5 separate regions of the Mus musculus genome follow, and all the other regions are linked to region 1. Evidence: chromatin contacts called from public HiChIP or PLAC-seq data. All regions are on one chromosome and are shown on one strand. Each heading gives the region's core, a stretch centred on a gene start, on an enhancer-like site or on the middle of the called end of the contact. The rest is flanking DNA. Distances are from core to core; before and after follow the strand shown.

Region 1 (2,700 bases), core at 162-2,661:
TTTTTTGTCCTGTTATAGAGTCATTTTTAAAGGCGGTTTACCTAGCTTGCTCTCACCAGCTGCAAGACGGCAGAATTTATAATCGGAACATCAGGTTTCAATAGCCATAAAACAAAAATAATACCTACTTCATAGAGGTGTTGTGGGCAGTGAGACACCTGATCCACAAAGCGTTTGATAACAATGCGTACCACATTATCAGTACCCAGTGGCTCTTACAACTTTTTCGGGGCTTCATACAACGGGAAACCTATCTGGTGAGTCCATAATTTACTCTAGCACTATTTTTTTTTTCTTTTGGAAAAGTACCCTAGTGACGTCCAAAAGATTGTACATCTTCGGCTCCAATCCAGAACCGAAAGCTCCGTCTCCAGTTCAGAATCCAAAGGCTTGTGCATGGTGGGCTGGTCGCACACCTCGAGGTCTGGGGTGGAGGGAAACGTCGGGGTGTGACAGCCGCCCGCTGGTCGTGTGATTGAACCGTAAAATTCCTACCTCGTGAGATGGTTCTAGGCTTAGGTGTGACAGATCTGGGAGGCGCTGGCGGAGGGCGAGAGCACGACAGCGATACGCGGTTTTAAGTTCCTGAGCGGCCACCCAGGGCTCGAAGGCGCACTCGGTGGCTTGGAGTTTAGTTAAAAGCGGTTTTTGTCTTGTTTTTACGAAACTCTTAAGATAGTCCCTGATTTGTTTCATCACTAGTGTGTCACCGGAGTAGTGTCCGAAAGCTGACCACCTCCACTGCCGCACAGGGGCCACGCAGGCACACACAGGAGCGCAAGACACAGCGGGGACTGGAACCGAGGAAGTAGAGAGCCTTGCGCCACGACGATCCTGCGCATGTGCCGGGGGAGAGGGAGGTAGAAGTTTCCGCATGCGCAGCAGGGTCGCGCGGGGGTGGGTGGGGGGAGGCAGGGACAGCTGTGGAGCCGGCCCGCGTTCCCGGCATGCCCCGGGGCGGCGGGGTTGGCTCTAACGAATTTGAATGAGGAGTCTCAGCGCTTTCGGCGCCATTTTCGAGTGATGCCTGATCTCATCAATCTAGCGGGAGGGAAGGGATAACCTGTCCGAGCCTAGCGCGACGCTAGGATCACGCCGGAAAATCCCCCAAAAATCATCAAAAAAATTAACTTAGAGCAGAGGGCAGTCGGTGGGGCTTCGCCAGATGCGGCGCAGTCGGTAAGAGCCTCAAGTAGCGAAGCGGGTCTCGAGAGGTGGCAGCGATGGGACCGGAGGACCGTGAGGGGAGCAGGGACCGGACTCGGGGTCTGCCCTCACTTTCGCGGCAGAAGCTCCCCCAGGGGATCCGGTTGCTGTAAGTTGGGTGTCCTCGGATGGGCGGCGTCCGGCCGCGCTCGGGTGGCGGGAGCGCGGAGCTGGGGGAGGGGAGGCGCGGTTTGAGCGGGACACGGCCGAGCGGCCGCCGCCCGACCTGTCAGCGCGAGCGGCCGGGGAGCTAGGCCGGCGCGGCAGGGTCGCCCGCGACAGGCGCCCGCCCGCCCTCCCCGGTGTGCACGGCGGTCCGGGCGCAGGCCGTCTCCTGCCGGGAAACTTGGGTCGCGGGAGAGACGGCTGCCCGCGGCCCCCGAGGTGCGCTGCGGAGTGCGGGGAAGAAACGACGCCGGCCGGGCCGGTCCCGGGCCGGATCCCGACCCCGGGCGCGGCGGATGGATGGATGGCCGCATCCAGCTGGGTCATTTTGTCGTTGCTCTCCCGGCGGTCCCCTCTCTCGCTCGAGGGGGAGGGGTGTCGGGGTGAAGGGAAGGACGGGGCTGCGAGCTTGCGATTTCCTGGCGTCGGGCTCTTAGAAGACTTTTTCCTTCTCCGGTCCTTGAATCGCAGCGTCTCAAGGAAAAGTAGCGTGAAACTTGGTGTCTCCTGCCGACAAGCCTTTGCACCTACGATTTAACGGTCATTTTGCAGTCCTCAACTTTCCTTGGGTACTCCTGACGCTGAGGCGGAAGAAAGCGGAGTTGTCTTTCCTTTGGGGGGGGGGTTTCTTTCTTTCTTTCTTTCTTTCTTTTTTTTCTTCGTTGGCTGTTGGCTTTTTGTCAACCCAGAGTCGACAGCTCTTGAATGAGCCAGTGACAGCTTTGACTTTAGGTAATGCTCGCTAGGTACTAGTCTTTGTGAAGAGTCCACGTTAAACTCTTGTGTCGCTTTCCTCCCTCAGCACCCCTAGATTAACCCTTAGCTCATGGGACGTTCTGCGGGAGGGTCGCACGGACCTGCCTTAGTGATCCTCTGCGGATGCTTTTGCTGCAGCTTCTCGGTTATTCGCCGAGGACTCAGGCTTCAGGAGACCCTCGGTGACTTGCTAGTCAGAGCAGGCCCCCTACAGAGCTTTCTCCCTCTGGAATTTTATCAGAACCCTGGATTTGGTGTGTGTCTGTGAAAACTGGGGGACCCGCCCTCATTTAGATCCCTTCCAGAAGAGTAGGAGCGCAATGTGATGTTTTTCAAATTGAGTCTAACGGAGCTCCCAAACGCCGGGCTTCTTACCCACTGATTGGCTGGAAGGAAGCGGGACTGGGGGGTTTGAATGTTGATCCCAGAGCTGATAATTCTTGACCTACGAAAAACTGTGTTTAGACAGAGAACTATTCAAATAAATACAAAATGTAAAATCGGAGTTTTTTTTTTAAGTTAGTACATAATAGAGTTGTTTCTTCCGTAAAAGCCTTTCAGATGGTTCTGAAA
Region 2 (2,700 bases), core at 178-2,677, 530 kb before region 1:
GACAAATGGCCTTTCTTGTCTCTGTAATGTCTGGTCCAGAAGTCTTGTTTTTCATCCTCTGCCTCCTGGGGGTGGGGTGGGGGGGGGAAGGGAGTTTAATTAGACAAAATTATCGTCAGTGAATATCCACTCCCCCCTTTTATTGGCCAAATGACCTCTTCTTAAAATATGTTTGGTGTTCTTTTCTGAACTGAGAATCATCCACCCACAGGGTTATCTGTTCCATATTTTCATCAGAAAGTCAAGGAGGTTTGGCAGTGGAACAGTAAGGTCGGCTCCATTATCTAATTTTGTCTGAGATACTTGGCTTACCAGTGGGGAAGGTGGATGGCTGGGAATCTGTAGGGGAAGCTGTAGCCTTTCTCTCTCTCTTGGGAATCTGTGGTGGGAACGGCAGAGCCTCCAAGGAGCCCCAAGGCTTTCCCTGGGGCCAGAACAGAGAAAGCTGCTGCTCTGGGCCTTTTCTTGGATGCACATAAAAGAGGTCAAAGGAAATTATAACAAAGCTTCTTTAAAAAAAAGCTAGACACTTTGATGTAATGCATTAATTCAAAGGAATGGCAAAAACATACACAAACTGGCGGGGGGGGGGGGAGAAATTCTTGTGAATATTTTTTGATCAAGTCAGGATTACTGATATTAAAGTAAATAGTGACTGGTTTTGGTATTCGGTCTGTATTTTAAATCAGTCAGTGAATACAAATATCTAAAAGCTGGCATGTGACGCTATCCCAACCCTCACAGCAGGAAGCATTAGTTCAGAGCAGTAGGGAAAATGCATATTTGAGTCCTTTAGTGACTTGTGACTGCAGAGAGCCACATCTAGCAATCAGGCAGATAGATAATGTCATCTGGGGTCATTGTGATGCCTTGTAGAATCTTTGGACAAGCTGCTTTGAGATGAGATTACTTTTGTAGAAGTACAATCCCTTTGCACTCGGTTTTGTTGACAAACAGATCAAGCAGCTGACAGAGAAGTGGCAGCGCAATGTGTTTCTTCGAAGCAGATGCTGCACTTTAGCCAAGAAAGAAAGAAAGAAAGAAAGAAAAAATCGATTCATCAGCTTGTACGTGCACATCACGAAGCGCTTAATCAGAAAGTCATGTGGGACTTTCTTTGCCATGATCATGAGACCTGGGGTTCTCAAGGGAAATGTTCCAACACGAGAAAGAAAATACACAGCCCAGAAAGCCCATGTTTTCAATTTGCTGCCGCACGGTTTAAATGATCTAAATAGGCAGCTTAATGTAGGGAGAAGGGGTCATTCAAGGTGAGAAAAATCATGTTTAATACCCCCAGCTCACGTTGGGTTGATTGTACTTTTGAAATGCGAATGACCTCAGCTGACAGCGTTCCTCTTGATAAGAGGATCCCCTGTCTGTTTCTAAATCTGTCATCTGCCAGTGACAATGGAAGCATGTCTCAGCTCCTGGCACCAGGCCCAGCTCCTCTGGGCATCATGCAGAATTCGGGGTTTGTTGGTTACTTTCTCTGTATATTGCCAATGTGCTTGCCTCCTCTAGGTGCCACCCTTTCTGTTTCCCATATGTATGCTGCATCACTACAGAGAAAAACTCGACGGCGAGGGTGTGGACTGCATCTTTCCTGGGGAACCTGCTTCAGTTTTCTCTCTATGTGGGATGGGGGGGGGGGAGGGTAGAGTTCTACAGAAACCACAGTCCTCCGATGGAAAGGGTTGCAAAGTTGAGCACTTACTTGATGCTTGCCAGCACTACAGGCAATAGAAAAGAAGTCTGGTTAAAGGCTTGTTTTGATATTCAGTTTATTTTTAGTTCTATGTTTGGGTATGTTTGGGTATACACAACATACATGTGTGTACAGGTGCTCTTGGAGACTTTGGATCCTGGGAGCTGGAGTCACAGGCTATAGTGAGTTGCTTGATGTGTGTGCTTGAAACTGCCCTTGGGTTCTCTGTAAGAGCAGTGTGTGCTCTTAAGGGCTGAGCCATCTCTCTAGCCCAAACAGTATTTATGCTTTAGAAATGCAGCATGGACTATTTTAGATGAAATTATGTAATGCCTGTAAGAAAGACTGTGGATTTATAGTTGTTGAAAATAGTTGATAGGTACAAAGGGGTCTATTAGATTAGTGTGTTTATTTTTGTGCATAGTTTATAGTCTCTATAATACACAACTTAAAAGATGGCAGGAAAGGGAGCCTTATCCTCAAATACACAAGCCCCAGTGAGGCCAGAGATGCAGCCCTTCAGACAGTAGCCAGCAGGCAGCAGGCAGCACTGCTCAGAGCTCTCTGGTGTTTGACCTCACAGTGTGGTGTCGTGTCCCTTACAGTTCTCTGTCTGTCAGACTGCTGGGATGCACCCTCTCCTTGAATTCTTCTCCCACTGACTGGGAGTCCAGTCAGGATCTGCAGAGTTCCAGCTTCACAAAACTCAAATGCCCCGAGTCACTTCTCCAAGGCCCCTAAGTCATTTTCCAAGGCCCTTAAACACAGATAGTGCATTCTCTCATAAGTCTGACTTGGGCTGTACACATGTTTCAATTTCCACCTAGTTTTATTTTCAGCCAGATCCCTATGGCCAGCAATGGCTGGAGGTCTTTCTCTTGCTGATCCTAAAGTGGCCTTTTTTCTTCCTGTGCCTCTTTCTATCCCTTTAGTTGCCCTGTGCCACGCCCCCCCCGCCCCCGCCCCCGCCCCCGGCATACTCCCCTGTGTCT
Region 3 (2,700 bases), core at 179-2,678, 630 kb before region 1:
AGCACAGCTAATGCTGCAATCCTGGTGCTGATCATGCACAGTCTTTATAGTAGGACTAATTGGCACGTCTGCCACTGAGATCGGGTTCCTGAGGGCAAGAATTCTTCATCTTCGTGTATGCTGCACAGCATCTAGGTCCTGAAAGTCTTTGGTCCTTGCTGTCTTTTTATATCTTCCCACGTAACTGTGAGCTATTGAGTTATCTCTATTGTCAGTATTCATGATCATTTACCTGAATACATCTGTTCATTTGCTGTACATGCTATCAGGTCCCTTTGTTCTTTTCCTAGGAGCCCTCTGTGTTTTTTGCTGCAAGCAGACAGGAGTTAAAATACCTAAGTATATCTTATGACTAATTGCTTGCTGGAGTGATATTCTGAACATTCTGGGTTGAATAAAACAGGTAATTAGAAGAACACTTGCTTTAAAAGCAAGAGGGCTGGTGTTCAACTCTCCAATATCCACATAAAAGCCAGGTGTAGCTATGAATGTTCTGCATTTGGGGAACAGTGACAGACAGATCTTGGGAGCTTACTGGCAGCCAGCCCAGCCAAAACAGTGAGCTTCAGGTTCAGTGGGAGACCCTGTCTCAGAAAAGAAGATAGAACGTGATTAAGGAAAATATCCCATGCCCTCCCCTGACCTCTGCATCCACATGCACCTGCACACATGTGCACATACCCCAATACTACATAAAGATGCTGTACACAAACAACACACACATATGTCATGTGATTAAGTGTACCATTAAAAGAAAACTTTCAATATGGTTGCTAGTATACATGAGGCTCTGTGAGCAACTTGCATTGCACTTCTATAGAGTAGTGCTGTTGGAGAACATTCAAGAGACAATTCACTGTTCTCTTTAACTGTCCACTGTCTAGAGGCTATTCTATACCTTCTCAAGTTACCTTCCTCCAGTGTCCTCATTCTTAGCGTGTGGCTTGGCTTCTGAGCACACAGAGACAATGAAAGCCACCCAATGGGCATGTTTACTGTCTTACTGTAGAATTACCAAGCCTGCCTCTGTAGTCATACACTCTAAGCTCCAGACTGCCTCTCGGAGGACCTGTCCAGATGAGGCCCTGGAGTTCCTCGGGCCCTCGATGCTGCCCTTCCTACGTGCTCACCACCTTCCCTCTTACACACATCCTCAGGATCTGCAGAGCATTTTTTCAGTGTGTTAGAACATGCACAATATTTTGAAATTATTAACATCAAAATTTACTGCAATAGCTCTGCTTTTATGAGTCTATCTCTTTTGTTTTCTTTTGAATGCCCTCAAATGAGTTTACGCCCAGTATCCACCAACATGGCTCTTGTAGAGACCCCGATGACACCCACACTGATAACTTCAGTGGCAAGTCTCAACTTGTTCCTTACTGACACATCAGCAGCTTTGACATACTTGGTGACTCATTTCTTGGATCATACTCTAGTTTTAGTTCCAGGTCATCAGACGCTGGCAGTTCTACTTCTTTATTGGCTACAGGCTGATGTCCTGGCTCTTCCAAGACTCCTGAGTCCTTGAATTTGAAGTGGCTCAGGGATCAGTTTGGGCCCTCCTCTCCAGTTACTCCTTGGTGCTTTCCCCCTACTCATCAGTGACATCTGGTTACTATCTTTGGTCCCAACTGTTTAATTCCTGTTTCCAGCAGACATTAGAACATCTCCTTCTGACATGGTAGGATCTACATCGATCACTCCCAATCTAGCTTATAGATGGAAAGGGTATTTCAGAGGTCAGAATGGAATTCTTGATCTCCAAACCTGTTTTTCCTGTATCCTCTACATCTCACTTGATGATGACTCTTCTTATGGCCATATGGGCATAAAACTGTTCGACTCATCCTTGACCCCCTTGCTCACACATCAACTACAGTAAATGAAGCCAAGCCAATTCCTCTTCAAAGTCCACTGGGTGAGTCAGGGTTTTTTGTTTGTTTGTTTGTTTGTTTTGTTTTTCTGTGTCAAACAACTGAGAAACAGTTGAAAAGACTAAAGATTGGTTTCGGCTCACGGCTTCAGAGGCTTCGTGCTGGGACTGTCTGACTTTATAGCTTTTAGCTTTGCGGCAAAGCAGAGCATTGTGGTAGAGGGCTGTAGAGGAGCAGAGCTGAGCACCTCCCAGCAGCCAGGCATCAGGCAAAAGAGATGCCTGTGTAGCTGAAGTTAACCTCTTCAGTGGTGTAGCCACAAGCACGCACCTTACCAACCTCCTAGGTGGTGCTCACTCTAACGAAGTTGACATTCCAGCTTAAGCAGCCCACCACCGACAGCTTCCTTCTCACTGAGATTAAAGTTCAAATCCTGCCTCTCTGCCCTGTAACCTACAGCACTCCTAGGCTGAATGCTACCCTCTGTGTTGCCCTCATTTCTTTGGATATAACAGCTACTTTTGGAACTTTTGCACCTATCCTTTACTCTCTAGGTGGCTCTCAGCCACAGTGTCACATCATTAAAATGGATGTCTTGCTCCTTTAATAAAAATAGTATCCTTTGTAGGATTATAGCTCAATGGTATTTTGCTTAGCTAGCATGTGTGAGGCCCTAAGCTCAGTCCCTAGTGTCTCTCTCTCTCTCTCTCTCTCTCTCTCTCTCTCTCTCTCTCTTTCTCTCTCTCTCTCCCTCTCTCTCTCTCACACACACATGTCACTCTCTGATCCATTCCTTCTCCTTCCTTCCTTCCTTCCTTCCTTC
Region 4 (2,700 bases), core at 87-2,586, 540 kb before region 1:
CTTCGGGGACCTTGACTTCAGTGGAAAAGCGCCGCAGTACAGTTTCCACTTCTGCTATGTTTGTGATGAATAAGCAAGATGCCGCGGCTGAAATGGATCTCCGTAAGTTTGCATTTCTTTCCTACCGGCTTAGATTATTGATCATTTTGTTGGATATTACACATTTTCTGTGGTAAAATGTTCCACCTTCCAGCCTCCTTGGTACTTCCTGCTCCAGAGTGTCCGGATGGGGCGGCCTAGGGGAGGCGGGCTTCTTCTCAGCCTTTCTCCTGGGAGTTCTTTATGATTTTGTATTATTTTTACTTATTTGACTCATTAAAGAGACATTTGGTAGCAATGTAAATATTATAACATCAGCAATGCAACAAATGGCATGCACTCTCATCTGTCATGTGAATTACAAACCGAATTCTCCTGCTGCTGATTATCTGCATTTTGTTTCTTCCAGGGTGGCCTAGCGTATACATACAAATGCTTTACGTTTACATAGAGCTAAAGCTGCCTTTCCTATGGGTTTCTCGTCGTTGCTGCTATATTATCTAGGAAGGGCTTTTCCGTGGTTTAGCCAATTTATTTGCTCATTTGTTTCTAGTAATTTCAGGGAGTCACCATTATGAATTGAATGTAAAATGACCCCCACAGATTCAAGAACACGAGGTCTCTAGCTAATTGGGAGTTCCCTGAGAGTTTTAGGAGGTGGGGACTTACAGGAGGAAGTGGGTCTCAGGGGCGGGGCTTGAGGGCTGGCACCCCATAGGCTTCTTGCCTGCTTGCAGAGAATCCTCCACTTTCAGAGCAGAGCTGGTTCAGAAGCTAGGCTGATATTGCAAACTCCTGCTTGCAAGGAACCGGCCACTCCAGCCACCATGCCTTCCCCTACCAGGATGAACTGTACCCCATGAACAATAAGCCCCTTCCTGCAGGTCCTGTCAAGTCTTTTCTCACAACACAATCCCTCTTTTCTACCTTCAAAAGTTCCCTGAACTGAGTTGAGTTGAGAAACACTCATAAGAGAAATAGGAGAAAGCCTGCTTCTCTCCACCATCCTTGCCCTGAGTTCTCACACCATACCCTCAGGCCTTTTGTCCTGTCTCTCCCACCCCTCCTCCCAGCACTCTACCCCCAGGGACAGTCACTCTGATTTTGTTAAAATCTGGCTCATTTATGCAAGGAGTAAAAAGCCTTTAGTTACTTTCTAACCAAAATTACACACGGGAAAACGTTACACACCAGCAAAATCAGTCAAGTTTCTTTGCTTTTGCCTGTAACCGGAGCAACCGCAGTGGTCACACCTGTTAGCTCACACTGAAAGGAAGGCTTGTCTTACTCAACCGATGAAGTAAATGTCTGATAGATGAACTCTTTCAGGAGGCCATTGGGACGGACGAGGAAGCAATTAAAGCAGCCCTTGGTGTCAAAAGGAATCATTGATTCAAAAACCAGACAACCCTATGAAGAAATTCCTGGGTTTTCCGCATCCTAGCTTGTAAGTGGGAACTCCACATCATAGTGTCTCATTTAGATTCTTTCTTCACTCACTATCCCCCTTGTCCTTTTGGTGACCAGAATGAGACCAGCAGGTTCTTCTGGACCCAGTGAGATAGAGCCCCCATCTCCAAACTACTTCCTCCTTCTTTTCTTCCTCAAAGTCCCACTGCCTCCTAAGTGGTCCCATTGTCCCCAAACCTTTTCTTTGGGAAAAATTGCTTCCACAATATATTTTTGGTTCAGTTTACTAATTATTTTTTCTTAAGAAATGACCAAGTGATCAGAGAAATGAGTGCTATGTTTTACTGCTTTCTCTCTGTGTCTGTGTCTGTCTGTGTCTGTGTCTGTGTATGTCTGTGTCTGTCTGCATCTGCGTCTCTGTCTGTCTGTGTCTGTGTCTGTCTGTGTCTCTCTGTCTCTGTCTCTCTGTCTCTCTGTCCCCCCCCCTCTCTCTCTCTCACACACACACACACACACACACACACACACACACACACACACACACACACATACACACACACTGACTGACACCACATTTAAATCAGAACTCACAGCCTGACCGTCACTGAGTCACCTGGGACTCTTATAAACCTGGGCCTTCTGACTCTGCAGGTATGAGAGGCAAACCTGAGGTTCTGCTTCATAAAGCTTTCCCTCTTACTGAGACTTGCTGAGAAGCACACACTTTGAGGAGCATAATTTTAAGTTGTCCAGTACAGTCTCAACCATGGCATCCATGATGCTCTTCCTGCATGAGACTGCTCTTCCTGCACGAGACTGCTCTTCCCCCGGTTGTGTTCTCTTTTCAAGTCACCTGAGTTGCAAGGGTCCTTCCAGGTGTTTGCTTCAAATGGAACAACAGAAAAAGCAACTACTTAAAAAACAAAAAGAGAGAGACACGATGTCTGGCTATCCTGGATATTCTGTTAGCAGGAACCACAGTCTTCAGGGGGTCTTAATTTTAAGAGCCATGCTATCAGATTCTCTCTCTTGGCATTGGAGCAAGGTGTTGCAGCATCCCATAAAGTACTCTGATTTATGCACTCAGTGCTCCTCCCTATAAAACGAGGAGAAAAAAATGCATTAAAAAAACCCCTTCTGCAGGCAAGCTAATGAGATTTCAAGTTATTTGTTACCTAATAAGCATTTAATAACACTAGTATCAGAATAACTCCATATGTAAAATGCACTTAGCATTCTGGAAATGTCAGC
Region 5 (2,700 bases), core at 187-2,686, 580 kb before region 1:
TCTTGCAGAGGTCATGAGGTCCTTTCCCCAAACCCAAATGGTGGTCCACAACCTACTATTACCCCAGTTCTAGGGAACCTAAAACTGTTTTTTGGCCTCTCTGGGCACCAGGCACAGACATGGTATATATATACATAAATAAATGCTGGTATTTATGCACATAAAATAAAAACAAATCTTAAAAATAAAAAGGAAAGAAATGCACACAGCCATCCATAGCCCTTAGCTCTTTATCTAGGGGTGACACGTCATGAGATTTTTTTTCTCATCCACAAACAACAGTAAATGAATGCAGCAGGCTGTATTTACATAAAAACACAACTGAGCACATATATGTGTGAGCAGTGACAATAATTAAAAAAGAAATTATAAATTTGAGAGGGAGTTGGGCAACATGGGAGGAGGTGCGGGGTGGCAGAAATTATGTCACTACAGTACTCATGTGTAAAATTCTCAAAAAGACAAATGTGTAGGTTGACCTGTTAAAGAGCTGAAACAGACTCAGGAAGATATGAGCTCAAAATGCTGACTAATGGCTCAAAAAAATTAGCCATATCATTCTGTTCTTCAATTCCCCATGTCTCTCATCAGAAAGACTCACCAGCTCCCTTCTCCAGATCCCTTTTTTATCCTTTCAAAAAAGAAACAAACCACCTTTCAAAAAAGGTGGGGACCCGAAGAAAGACTGTCCCAAGAGACACCCCGAATCTAATAATAGATCCTCTTCTCTTCAGCCACATGAAAACCCCACAACTCATCCCTCCTGCTTTTTAACATTTAGAATCTCATTATATGTAGACACCGAGTCTTAAGAGTTTAATTTCCTCCCTGGTAGTATTAATCCGCTAGCCTTCTGCCTTTCCTCATGAACGGAGAGAAAGAATCTGCTTTGCACAAGTGTAGCTGTAGCATACCAACAAACCAAGGATGCTTTAAATATAAAAGGGCTACCCAGTGGCATGTGAAGGAACAGGCAAGACCACTGTGCTGGCCAGCTTTGGAACCGGAGACTAAGTTCTGAAAAACCTACACAAAAGAAAGAAAGAGAGGGAGGAGGGGACAGGGATGAAATGAGCATAAGAAGTGAAAGGCAGACTTTACAGTCACGGGCAGTTGTTGTTTGAGTACTCTCTATGTTGCCTCAAGACACAGCTGTACATAAAATACTCTGCCTCTCTCCTCTCTAATGGAGTCATATTCATTTCTACTTAACGAGAATCACAAATGCTATTTCGAAACTGCTCGGTTCTGAGGAGCACTGTCTAGTTGGGTGTTTCTTACGCACTCGTTGGCATGGTTATGCCCGCCTAATATAAATGTCGGTAGCCTTTCAAAGGCCTTCACAGGACATCTTTTGAGCATGCCAGTTACCATGGTCACCAGTGTACCCATTTGCAAGGAAAATTGGAAGCCATGCTCATTACGTCAAGAACTACATCGGGCGATAAAGAGAGCATGCTTGCTTCAGAGTTGGCAACTGGTTATTTGTTAGACTCCCTGCCCACACAGTTCCATCAAACAATGTCTCATTCAACTGCCGAAGTCAAAGTTTACAGCTCTGATCTTTCCAACTGGAGCTGAGTGTGCCCGTGAATGCAGAACCTTCCCTAGCAGACTCAGCTCAGCAGAGGGCGACCTATTCTGGTGACTTTGTAAGAACAAAAGAGCCAAGTCATCAGATGGGGCGTGGAGAGAAGCCACAAAACAGTGCATTCTTTTTCAAAAGATGTACTTTTTATCTTCTGTGCATGTATTTGTGTATATTATTGGATATATCTGTGTATGTTATTTTTTTGTGTGTTTATGTGTGCCACAGGCATGCAAGTAGCTTTGGAGGCAAGAGAAGACCATCAGACTCCTGGGAACTGGAGTTGCATGTGGCTCTCTCAGATCCTCTGACAGCTGATTCATCTCTCCAGCTAAAACAATCTCCATTCTAGGACCTTCTAGCATGAACTACATACTTCACCTGGGCTGTGACACTCCTGTGTTTCTCTAGCCAAAATTTTCGGTGAGTGAGAGAGATCATCTGTAAAATATCTCAATCTAAGCCACCCACAGTGTCCTGCATTTTAATCTCAGCATTTGGGAGGCAGAGGCAAGCAGATCTCTATGAGTTCATGGCCAGCCTGGTCTACATAGTGAGTTGCAGGTCAGCAAGATCTGGATAGTGAGAACCTGACTAAACTAGACAAAACCAAATACTGTACTCTCCAGAGTTCTGTGATTCTAAAGCACTCTGACTTCATGCATTTGTGTCATCTGTTCAAAAGCACATGTTCATAAGTGCACAAACACACACACACACACACATACACACACATACACACCCACATACACACACATACACACACATACACACACACACACACAGAGAGAGAGAGAGAGAGGGAGAGAGAGAGAGAGAGAGAGTGAGCTTTCTTTAAAAGATTTGTGAGGTTGAGAATTTAATTGACATACTTGACACTTTTACATGGTATATGGCACATGCTCACGCACACACACACACACACACCTATCCTTTTCTTTACAATCCAACCTGAAAACATGTTCCACAGCTCACCTAAACTCTGACTTGAGAGTTCACATGAGAACAGCTGACTTATTTATTCTAAGTGAGGCCGTCCAGAACCAGGAGAACACTGTACATTGTCACTCATGTGGAGGTCCCAGTATTGAATCTCTAGATGTGTGTTTAAT

Evidence for each region. HiChIP or PLAC-seq counts read pairs in DNA pulled down with a chosen protein or histone mark.
Region 2: a contact with region 1 is called in an H3K27ac HiChIP or PLAC-seq map of heart atrium, with 6 times the contacts expected there. The contact joins two enhancer-like sites. A contact is called at or near these places in 1 of 39 promoter capture datasets (cranial neural crest), 10 of 484 Hi-C or Micro-C datasets (the HL-1 cell line, Sertoli cells, cerebral cortex and 6 more), 24 of 115 datasets of contacts at active chromatin or transcription factors (the SCID.adh cell line, T-cell acute lymphoblastic leukemia, acute myeloid leukemia and 18 more) and 1 of 9 other capture datasets (embryonic stem cells).
Region 3: an H3K4me3 HiChIP or PLAC-seq map of bone marrow-derived macrophages shows a contact between it and region 1, with 8 times the contacts expected there. The contact joins two enhancer-like sites. A contact is called at or near these places in 4 of 39 promoter capture datasets (the C10 cell line, the HPC-7 cell line, cranial neural crest and 1 more) and 15 of 115 datasets of contacts at active chromatin or transcription factors (the NIH/3T3 cell line, acute myeloid leukemia, bone marrow-derived macrophages and 11 more).
Region 4: an H3K27ac HiChIP or PLAC-seq map of oligodendrocyte precursor cells shows a contact between it and region 1, with 13 times the contacts expected there. The contact joins two enhancer-like sites. A contact is called at or near these places in 1 of 39 promoter capture datasets (cranial neural crest), 1 of 484 Hi-C or Micro-C datasets (cerebral cortex) and 18 of 115 datasets of contacts at active chromatin or transcription factors (T-cell acute lymphoblastic leukemia, acute myeloid leukemia, astrocytes and 15 more).
Region 5: an H3K4me3 HiChIP or PLAC-seq map of forebrain shows a contact between it and region 1, with 8 times the contacts expected there. The contact joins two enhancer-like sites. A contact is called at or near these places in 4 of 39 promoter capture datasets (the C10 cell line, cranial neural crest, frontonasal cranial neural crest and 1 more), 4 of 484 Hi-C or Micro-C datasets (cerebral cortex, cortical neurons, forebrain and 1 more) and 24 of 115 datasets of contacts at active chromatin or transcription factors (the SCID.adh cell line, bone marrow-derived macrophages, cardiomyocytes and 18 more).

Annotation. Positions count from the first base shown.
Region 1 is chr14:61,647,097-61,649,796 of GRCm38.p6, reverse strand. The region is part of intron 1 of Dleu2 (deleted in lymphocytic leukemia, 2); the gene reads left to right. Among named protein-coding and RNA genes, the nearest start is that of Mir15a, 16 kb to the right of the region's middle. Within about 2 kb of position 1,411, at least 436 of the 459 cell types and tissues checked have an H3K27ac peak or open chromatin away from gene starts, as enhancers often do. A contact at or near this core is called in the SCID.adh cell line, T-cell acute lymphoblastic leukemia, bone marrow-derived macrophages and 11 more, where this site is marked.
Region 2 is chr14:62,172,783-62,175,482 of GRCm38.p6, reverse strand. No RefSeq gene overlaps it. Among named protein-coding and RNA genes, the nearest start is that of Gm35419, 3.1 kb to the right of the region's middle. Within about 2 kb of position 1,427, at least 44 of the 459 cell types and tissues checked have an H3K27ac peak or open chromatin away from gene starts, as enhancers often do. A contact at or near this core is called in the SCID.adh cell line, T-cell acute lymphoblastic leukemia, cerebral cortex and 2 more, where this site is marked.
Region 3 is chr14:62,272,514-62,275,213 of GRCm38.p6, reverse strand. No RefSeq gene overlaps it. Among named protein-coding and RNA genes, the nearest start is that of Dleu7, 19 kb to the left of the region's middle. Within about 2 kb of position 1,428, at least 10 of the 459 cell types and tissues checked have an H3K27ac peak or open chromatin away from gene starts, as enhancers often do. A contact at or near this core is called in bone marrow-derived macrophages, where this site is marked.
Region 4 is chr14:62,191,612-62,194,311 of GRCm38.p6, reverse strand. No RefSeq gene overlaps it. Among named protein-coding and RNA genes, the nearest start is that of Gm35419, 22 kb to the right of the region's middle. Within about 2 kb of position 1,336, at least 9 of the 459 cell types and tissues checked have an H3K27ac peak or open chromatin away from gene starts, as enhancers often do. A contact at or near this core is called in oligodendrocyte precursor cells, where this site is marked.
Region 5 is chr14:62,225,592-62,228,291 of GRCm38.p6, reverse strand. No RefSeq gene overlaps it. Among named protein-coding and RNA genes, the nearest start is that of Gm35419, 56 kb to the right of the region's middle. Within about 2 kb of position 1,436, at least 47 of the 459 cell types and tissues checked have an H3K27ac peak or open chromatin away from gene starts, as enhancers often do. A contact at or near this core is called in cerebral cortex, cortical neurons, embryonic basal ganglia and 6 more, where this site is marked.